Linked DNA regions of Cyprinus carpio: region 1 is linked to region 2. Evidence: chromatin contacts called from public Hi-C data. All regions are on one chromosome and are shown on one strand. The core of a region is the stretch at or near the end of the contact, and the rest is flanking DNA. Distances in the headings are between cores, read along the strand shown.

Region 1 (4,892 bases), core at 603-3,102, 69 kb after region 2:
TAACGGATTACTTACTAATGCACAACATGCTTACAGACCAGGACACTCCACAAGTACCGCTCTTATACACACGACAGATGAATGGTTAGCATGTCTAGATGATAAGAAACTGGTCAGTGCTGTTTTAATAGACTATACAGCAGCTTTTGATGTTATTGACTATGATATTCTTATTGCTAAACTAAAACGTTATGGTTTTTCTCTCACAGCTCTTGATTGGATTGGAAGTTTTCTTTCTAATAGAAGACAGAGAGTGTTTTATAATGGTTCTTTCTCGGAGGCTAAAATACCTGTGGTGTTCCACAAGGGAGTTGTTCAGGTCCATTATCGTTCTCTATCTTTATGAATGATTTACCACATGTTGCTGATTTTCTGCTGCACATACATCAGCTGAGCTTCAGGAAAATTTAAGTGATGGGCTGTTAACAATTACAAAGTGGGTTCGAATTAATAAACTAATTTTAAATATAGAAAAAACTACATGTATTGTTTTTAGTTATAAAAAATAATATGACTAAGGCTGCTGATTTGAATTGATTTATTAATGGGGTGCCAGTGGAACAAGTAACAAATTTTAAGTTGCTGGGTGTGATACTTGACAATACGTGGTCCTGGTCCAAACGTATAGATTATAAAAGGTATAGCGGTGGCCAGGAAATGTTCTGAATTTATTCCATCTTTACTTTTAAAAGATGTGGTCATTAGTTTTATCGCATCTCGAGTACTGCTCTATGGTACAGTCAAGTGCATCTGAGAAACACCTAAAAAAAAATTATAGAATAGAATAGAGCAGCCAGACTAGTGCTTCATTATCAATTTCGGGCGAATGTTATTGAGATGCATAGAAAGTTATCATGGTTGCTGGTGAAGGTTAAATTACATTTACGATTGTAGTAGTCAAGTATCAAACTCCTTGTTTTTTCTATGAAAAGCTTGTTTATGTGGGACTTAGACATGATCATACGTCGAGTGAGTAAGACTCAACTTTTTTTCTTTTTTACTGTGTCCACAAACAAATTCGATGAAAAATACTATACTTTATCAAGGTTCTGTTGCTTGGAATATGGTTCCCATAAATATACGAAAGAGTAACTGTACATATGTATGTATTCGAAGAAAATGTGAAGATTTGCTTATAAATATGTCATTGTATATTTTAACTACTGCTGATGTGTATAGTTTTGTGATGTGATAAGTGAAATTATATTCTTGTTCGTTTTCTATTTATTTGTAAGACTGTTTGTTTTGGATTGATTTGTGGACCCCAGGAAGACTAATGGGGATCCAAATAAACAACATACCACTGACTTGCGTTATATGAGTTTGATAGATAGATAGATAGATAGATAGATAGATAGATAGATAGATAGATAGATAGATAGATAGATAACTGCAACGACATGAGGGTGAGGAAATAACTCTGTTTCGGTTCTGCATTCTGGCAGCCTGATTCAAAATTATGCCAGGAATGTAATGTTCATATATCTATTTCATCCATTACGTGTCACGTTCACATACTTCACCGTGACATCACAGCAAACCACACTCGGTTCGCGCAACCTTGTACCATTATGCATGTTTACATCTATGTATATCACTAAAGCTTTACTGCAAACGTTCATCCTTTGCTTAAGAAGACCGACCATCTCGAGCACTATTTTGCAGTGTCACAAATACTATTGTACTTACACTACTGCTCAGGTGTTTGGCGGCTTCTAGCCGCAGAAGCTGAAGGGACTGGACAGTTCACACAGCTCGCCGAGCGCGGACCCTTCGTTCACTTCCATTAGGTAACCGTGCGCTTCTCCTCTGCGTCCCGTTCAAACACATCCTGCTTGTTTTGAGTGAGCAGCACGCGATCTGACAGCGCGCCATGATGCTGCTGCGACGTCACGACGGTGCGTCAAGAAGGACAGGCTCAGCGTTTCCGTTTTACACCTTTCACCTGCAGTACATCAGACTACACAGAAGATGGCGCCAGAAATAAACACGTCCACGCCGCTCATTTCAGGTTTTTAAGAAACATTATTCAGCAACGTGACATTTCATTTCAAACCACAAACACCAGCTGAGATCAGTCAGTAATTACGCACCCAAAAGACACAACTAAAGATGAAATGATTCATTAAAAACTGCAACAGTCTACGAAGCACTGTCTGATCAAGTCTTGTGAATTGTCAACTCTAGTAGATTCTGCTCGAAATGCTACGAAAATTAACTTTCCTTAAAAATAACACAAATACATCAATAAAACAATTTACCAATTGAATACAGGTACCAAGTCAGAACACATAACACATTTGTACAATAAAATTACAGTTGGAGTGCTATAAAGTGTACAATAATATTTTTATACAAGAGATTTTACAAATGATGTTCAATGTACAAGCGTTTCAAATGAGGTAATAAACAATTGGATTTATATGGCTCTCTCTCTCTATACATTTTATTCTAGCATCAAACCATTATATGACAAATCACCCCTTATTCAGGATAGTCAACTCTATATATGTTCCAGGTCCTAGATCTTGACAGCTGGTGCTTATCTGGCAGAGTGCTCGAGTTGTGCTCAAGTTTAAAAGTGCAGAGCGACGTCAACCGCTCTGGAAGTTACGTTTCGTTAGCCACACCCCCCTCATCTCCAAAGCCCCGCCCTTCAAACTAAATAGGTGGAGCAGGAGAGCAGCAGCGCATCATCTCAGACTGGCTACATTTCGTCACAAACAATACAAGCCAACTATGCTCTCGCACTATAAACAGATGATTATGAAGCTTAATATGGCACTTTAATGGTCTACTGCGAGTTTACAGTGAGCCAAGGCATATATTTAGAGTGCCATCTACTTACTGCACTTTTTGGCAAATTTACAAAAGCATCTATTGCACTTTTCTATGGGACTATAGGCATCGATCTTATAAAGGTCTGTGCCCTATTAAAGGTTAGTGCTATATTTCTCAGCGAGCTGGCTTTACCCTATAATGTCCCAGCAGAGCTTGATTCCACAGCAGGTGCACACCACAGAGATGTTTCCACCGGGCTTCTTCCCCCTCTGAGCTGAGCATCCTTTACCTCCTGTCCCACACGCAGAAGGAGCTCTTGTGTTTTGGCGCTTGCTGAGAACGGCGACGGTTCAAAGTCAGTACATGTCCCTGTAGATCTCCTGCAGAAGCGGGTGGAGTGAAGCGTCCTCCGTCTTGTTGATCTCCTGGACCAGCTCCGCGTGCTCCGTCACCAGCTGCCGCAGGTCGGCCAGTTTCTGCAGCAGCTTGGGAAAGAGTAAGGCGTTGTCGGGGTGGTTGGACAACAGGTGGAGCCGCAGGGCGTGGATGATGCTCTCCTGGATGCGCTCGATCTGCGACACGTCGCTCAGTCCTGGACGATCTGTCGATGGAGATCCAGAGAGAGAGAGGAAGAAACATGAGAGAGACATGTAAGAATAATGAAGAAATACTTAAAATACTTAAAATTACTCAATTGATTCATGCCATTATTTTCACTTCAATTATTAATTTGTTACCCTGGACCACAAAACCAGTCATAAGGATCATTTTTTGGAAACTGAGATTTATCTGAAAGCTAAATAAAATAAATCTTGTTAGGACAGGACAATATTTGGCTGAGATACAACTATTTGAAAACCTGGAATGTGAGGGTGCAAAAAAAAAACGAAAATTAAGTCCTTAGTGATGCATAGTGCTTAGCAATTCAATGCATAGCGACTGAAAAATTAAATTTTTATATATTTATGGTAGGAAATGTACATAATATCTTCATTGAACATGATCTTTACTTAATATCCTAATGATTTTTGGCATAAAAGATAAAAAGGCATAAATTTTGACCCATACAATGTATTGTTGGCTATTTGCTACAAATATACCCATGCTACTTATGACTGGTTTTGTGCTCCAGGGTCGCATTTTGATATTAATACCAGACTTTTCAAATAAAGGACTTTCGTGTTCAATTGCTATGATATCAAAATCTTGACGTCACTGGTACTACTGTATAGTGTGTCCATGAATTTAGTATTTTTTGTTTCTGCTCGCTGTGTCTCTTTAGCATATATAGGTTATAAGAAAACAGAGCAGCCTCCTGGAAGCTGCGGTCTGTGGAAGCGTCTGCTTTCGGATCTCCTCGGCTGCTGCTGGAACCGGCGGGAGAGGAAACTGTGGTTATTTTTGCTAGCCCTCAAAGAGAACAAAATCCCCATCTTACTCTGACCATTATTATGTCATACCTTTCAAAAGCTGCTGGCTGTGGGACTCCAGAGGTGACATAAAAACAACCTGAACCACAACTTACCTACTTAAAGTTCAGCAAAGGAGATCATATTAAAGGGATAGTTCACCCAAAAATGAAAATTCTGTCATTAATTACTCACCCTCATGTTATCCCAAACCTGTAAGACCTTCGTTCATCTTCATAACAGAAATTAAGATGTTTTTGATGAAATCCGAGAGCTTTCTGACCCTCCATAGACAGCAGTGCAAATGATACATTCAAGGCCCAGAAAGGTAGTAAGGACATCGTCAAAATAGTCCATGTGACATCAAAGGTTCAACTTAATGTTATGAAGCTATGAGAATAATGTTTGTGTGCAAAAAAAAAAAAAAAAAATTACGACTTTATTCAGAAATTTCTTCCTTTCTTTCTTTGTCGTCACATGGACTACTTTAACAATCTCTTTACTACATTTAGCTCCATTGCTGTCTATGGAGGGTCAGAAAGCTCTCTGATTTCATCAGAAATATCTTAATTTGTGTTATGAAGATGAACGGTCTTGCAGGTTCGGAACGACATGTGGGTAAGTAATTAATGACAGAATTTTAATTTTTAGGGTGAACTATCTCTTCAAGATGTTCATGAAGCACAAGAGTAATGCAGGTTA
Region 2 (5,498 bases), core at 2,553-5,052:
CTCCAAAGAGAAAGAAAAAACTTAAATCGCATCATATGACCCCTTTAACATTTTCCATAAAAATACAATAGGGAGCAAAAGTATCTGACCATAGTTATTTTTTATTTAAACCAGAATTTTTTTATTTTTTTATTTATTTTTATGCTTTGAGAACAGTTATTTAGCACTAGCTGCAGTTAGTGCGGTCACTGAGTTTTGCCACATGAGCAAAATATGTGCAAAAGTATTGATAAACCGCATGTATTTCACAGCAGTTATTCCGCACACTTGTTTTTTGCACTATAAATAAAAAAAAGACAGAACTCTAATTTGAATTCTTCTGACATCTAAATCTGTACTATCTGCTCAACACATTTGACTGGGCATGTATAATGGGCCCTCACTGGCCGGTAAAGCGAGACAGACTCAGTCATAGTTACTAAAGGAATCCCTTAACTCGAAAACACCCCCTCCCCCACTAGACGAACCTCACCACAGTGTCTGCGCAGAATCAGAGCTCTTTAATCGGTCTAATTATTCAGTTTTCTCATAGAATGGCTCTTGGCCTGCTTGGAACAGATTCTGTCTGGGTTTTCAATTGAATTGGCCACGGTGGACTGAATTGGCTTTGAGCAAGAGGTGCAGGAAACATAAAGGGCCTATCCTCTGAATATTCCTGCAACTCACTGAGCCGCTCTGTGCAGACAGAGAGCTCTCAAAGTGCTGCCTTAAACATCCCACCCATGTTATGACATTTACGCTAATGAGAGGTGATAAAGCTATGAATTACACCTCCTCCAAGCCTCTTGTAGTATGCTGAATGCAAAAGGAAGAAAGAAAGTTTACCAAAGCATGAAATTGTTTTTTTAAAAACTGAGAATGGCATGGATTAAAAATGACCTCTGAATATATTTACAGTCCGATTTTAAGGATGATTACATACAGTACTTAAAATTGCACACACTTAAATTAAAAGAGGTGTTTTTTTTGTTTTTGTTTTTTACACATCCCAGTAATGACTTAAATGTGCAATAAGGTATGCTTATAAAGGCAAGGAATGCGATATATACATCGAGTCTGAGTGGATTTTAAAATAAACTGCTTCCTGAAAAGTAATGTCCTGGAACAAAATTTTTTAGCCTCCCTTTCATTTTGTATTAACGTAGCACAGAACATTTCACCCCACTAATGTAGCACAGTAGGTGGGGCAGCGACAGATATCATAAGTGTAACGGGTGATGAGATTTAAGATAAGACATTTTTTTCTGCCAGGGGAGCACCTCAGCTTATTTAGCGTGTGCACACTGGCTAAACTTTAAACAGGAACGTATAGGAGTCTGTGATTTACACCACTTTGATCTTCAAAGAAAAACACTGGATTTACGTGCATTGAACCTGGCTGCGTTAAGGCGTCTATTGTTTCAGACCAAGTCTTATTATTGGCATTTATTATATGGGGCTGTGACATCCGCTCTCTGTGGCCACATTCATTAACAGTGTTTTGGTGTCTCATTTCACGCGTCTCTCCACGAATGGGCAAAACAGGAAATGAACTCTGTGAAATAGGTCAAATTAAAGTTCCTGTTTCACCTCACTCAGCTCTGTCTGGTTTGTGCTTGCTGCTCAGGGGCCAATGAAATGCTCACGCGAAGCTTTAATATTCTGCATGAAAACAAAATTATATCTGCTATATAGGGCTGTCACAATATTAGATTTTTCATATAACGGCCAAAAAATTCACAATATCGATATATCGTGATATCTAATGAAACCTTGGGGCGAAAAGATATCAGTCAAATTCGATTTTACTTTGTTTATTGGTTTTTTCTTTTTCACCTAACGAACATAAGGACAAAATTAGAGTCATTAATTTTTCATGTTCACAGTGCATTAATGTTTACAAAGAGAACTTGTGATTTTAATAATGCATAAGTAAATGCTGAAATTAACATGAACTAAGATTAATAAATGCTGTGGAAATATTGTTAATTATTGTTTGTTATTTATATATGTTAACTAATGAGCCTTATTGAAGAATAACCGCAAATGAGGCATTAAGTGCGTGGCACTGCGACCAACTTAACATTTTACAGAGTTTAATGTAGCAATGTGGTCGCTCAGTTTTTCAAGAACAGTTGAACAAAGAAATAAAGTGTTAATACACACAGGCCGTATTGATTGCAAAAACAAAAATAAGATGAGTAAAGAAAACACAGCACTTATTAAAATAATCGCCCTTTACTTAAATATATGAACACAGAAAACCGCTGTTAACAGGTTAATATAACATTCCCCATTCTATGACTAGTAAAATAATGGCAACTTACTCTGATGAACACTGCTCTCCTCAGCTGCGAGCACTGCGTCCTCGTCTTGTGTGACAGGTGTCAGCGTTAAGGCACAATACTGCCAGCTCAACCAGCAACCAGCTACTGACTATTTACAATTTACATTATCATAAAACATAAGAGACCTGTTAATTTTAAATATTGCGGTTATTGCTAATACCGGTATATTGTCACACACTAAATTAACACGATATCGATAATTGCTTTGAATATCACGGTTATCGTCAATACCAGTATATCGCAACACCCCTACTGCTATACCTTTAAATAAACACAGAGCAGACTTTGTTAAAAGCTAGTTCACCGAGAATATTTATTTTCTCGGTGAACTAGCTTTGTCATTGTCATTTTCTCTTCCACATGTCATTTCAAACCAGTTTGTGTTTGTCTTTTGATGATATTTTAGAAAATACTTGTGTTTTAGTACATACGATGAAAGATAAAGGGTTCCCCCATGCATTGACCATCGTTTAGTGGACAAAACACATTCTTCAAAATGTCGTCTTTTGTGTTCTTCAGATGAAAGAAAGTCATGAGCGTGAGAAAATGGTAATAGAATTTATATTTTAGATTGAACTTCCCCTTTAAAAGCACATTCCTTTTTCTAGGTGGTGCCAACATGACCTGTAAATCGGTGTGTTATATACGTGGTTTCACTTCTTTTTGTATGCCGTTTGACTTGAATAGCAAAACCTGTTTACTAATCTGAGGATTAAAACTAATTTGGATCATGCAAAAGGAAGCGCTTTTTTAATGTAAGCAGGTTGAAATTCTTCCCCTGACTGCAAGGCCATTGTTAAACACTCTGGACTTGTGGTTAGAGTAAAAGCGTGACAGCTCATAGTGAAAAAGTGTGTGATGACCTTGTAACCTCTCCCCAGATAAACAGAAGATGACTTCTTTGTACACACACCAGTCTTCCTTAGAACGTACTTGGCGCTAGAGTAAAATCTGTAAGGCGAAACTGCACGTTGCCTAATCCGAACTTGTGCGTATGATCTCATGAAAAGGCTGTAAATACAGCCTTACGTGCATCCCGCACACGTACACAACAGACACGTGTACCATAAAAAGTAAACACACCAGCTAGGAGTGAGACACACCCATGCACACTTGTGGCCTAACGTGCTGCAAACACAAAGTACATGGAGAACAGTAGGCTTCATGTGTTTTGGTACAAAAAGGGGTATTTCCTGAGCGATCGTGTTTGTTTGGGGAAGTGTGGTTGATGCAGTATACTTGACCTAGATATAGTTTTATGTCTGTTTCTCCCCCCAGCCGAGCTCTGCAGGTGCTGCGAGTCAGAAAGTCTTTGCCTGGATGTGCTCCAACTCTGTGACTTGGAAAGAGACTCTTAGGTCTCGGTGTAGAGGGGGCATTAAATGTTTGAACACGGTGCTAACAGCCTGCTCAAGTATCTGAGCGGTCTCTGTGGTTATTCAAATGTTTCCATGGTTACTTCTCACCCAATCGGATGCTTTTGAATCCACTCTGACCCTCTGAGCTGTGGGCTGAAGCTTCCTGTTTGCAGAGCAGGTTTGATTCCTACTCCCCTGGGGCAGAAGTTTTCGGCTGTGGCCTTGGATCGGTTATTTAGTGCAGTTTTAACGCTCCTCCTGCACCCATTTTAATTAAAGCATTTGTCAACAGAACAATAAAACTTGTTCTCTATTGTTTGTTAGGCAGCTGAAGATCCAGCATGGGGAGATTATGAGGTCTGTTTAAGTTCATTCCACCACCTATAACATTTTATTTAGAGATAAAATTAGCTAGACTAACTTTTCCTCTGAAGTGCCATGCCCCATATCACCCATTGATTCGATATCAGTAGTCGTCAAAACGACTGGATCCAAACCATTAAAAACAGTCATCTGACTTCACATCTGTTTTGTCTGATTAAAACGCAGCGCCTTTGATCAGTTGCTTACGACAGACTTGAAAGAGACTGCAGAGCAAGGGAAAAAGGAACAACTTTCATATTCAGTCTGAAACTGATTCAAAGTACATACAGATCAGAGGACGAAAAAAGGCAGCACAGCAGCTCCCAATTTAATAAACACTGTTAGGTCTGAATTGAGGCTTCTCTGACAAATATTGTCTTTGGAAGAGTTCCAGGTTTTTTCCTTAGATGAATCCGTGCCAAATGAAAACTCCTCCAGCCCAGAGTATTTTCTAGAGCCTTGAGTGTTGTTATGGAAAGTGGTGCAGGGAAGAATGCCCTCGTCGTACCCTGTTGAGGTAGATACTATAATTAATTTTCTGCAAAACCAGCATTAAAAGACAGAAAAAAAGAACACTTTGTTTGACAGGGATTTAAACTTCTTGAGCCAACTTGTAAACAGAAACAGCCTGGATTTCTCTGTCATGGAAACTCAACCTGCTTGTCAACCCTCTAGAGTCACTAAATAGTTATTAGAATAAATGTGCGTGTTATTTCAGTGATAATATCGACAGTGGTTCACTTCTTTAGGCCTTTTGTCCTTCAATCCAGCCAAGAAATATAATTCTGATATCAGGAGCTCTTTGAAAAATCTGGTTTTGATCAGAAAGTCTTTGGGATTAGATTGGTGGTTAGTTTTTCTGTAATCCTGTTTTGTTTTCCTCTGTTTGGCCCATGCCCTTTGATAAGGGTGAAAAAGTAGATGTGCTTACTACCAAACAAATGTAGCATGTGCAATGCAATCATATTGGGGTGTTGTCATTTAGCATCACAAAACACGTAATTTACTAACTGAAGCATAGCATGGATTTATGCATGCTCCATGTTTGTGCAGCTGCCTGCAAGACAAAGGACAAGATGGAAAAAGTGCATCCGTTTCAATTTTCCTGTCTGTGCCATCTGGTAGCTGAGGTGAGGTTCTGGTTTATGGGTAGCTTCATGCACCATTTAGGGGCTGTTTGGAAGAGAACAGGAGGAAGAGAGCATGCATCAGTGAAATGACCATGTCCACCCTGCCTTTAACTCGGTCATTACCAGCATATGGCTAGTGGCTGTTTTCACCACTCTGTGTCCACATGCTCTCTGCCATCTATTATGAATGCAGCCATTATGAATGATTGTGAAGGCCAGGCAACCCAGCTGGAACTAGACTGTCGTTCAAGATCAATAAATTATCTTCAAAAAAATCCAGCAAATAACACCACATGATAATAATTTAATAATTTTATGAT

The links. Hi-C and Micro-C count contacts between places; a contact is called where the count stands out from the background.
Region 1: a contact with region 2 is called in a Hi-C map of skeletal muscle, with 6 times the contacts expected there. The contact joins the promoter of cdpf1 here to the enhancer-like site in region 2. A contact is called at or near these places in 5 of 8 Hi-C or Micro-C datasets (liver and skeletal muscle).

Annotation. Positions count from the first base shown.
Region 1 is chrB4:14,125,598-14,130,489 of ASM1834038v1, forward strand. cdpf1 (cysteine-rich DPF motif domain-containing protein 1) reads right to left here and starts at 1,853. Exons shown (of 6, transcript XM_042722108.1): 1 at 1,690-1,853. The coding sequence starts at 1,787. It overlaps pparaa (peroxisome proliferator-activated receptor alpha a), which reads right to left. Exons shown (of 11, transcript XM_042722106.1): 11 at 2,002-3,382. The coding sequence ends at 3,138.
Region 2 is chrB4:14,054,614-14,060,111 of ASM1834038v1, forward strand. No RefSeq gene overlaps it. Among protein-coding and RNA genes, the nearest start is that of rint1, 19 kb to the left of the region's middle. Within about 2 kb of position 3,803, at least 3 of the 8 cell types and tissues checked have an H3K27ac peak or open chromatin away from gene starts, as enhancers often do. A contact at or near this core is called in skeletal muscle, where this site is marked.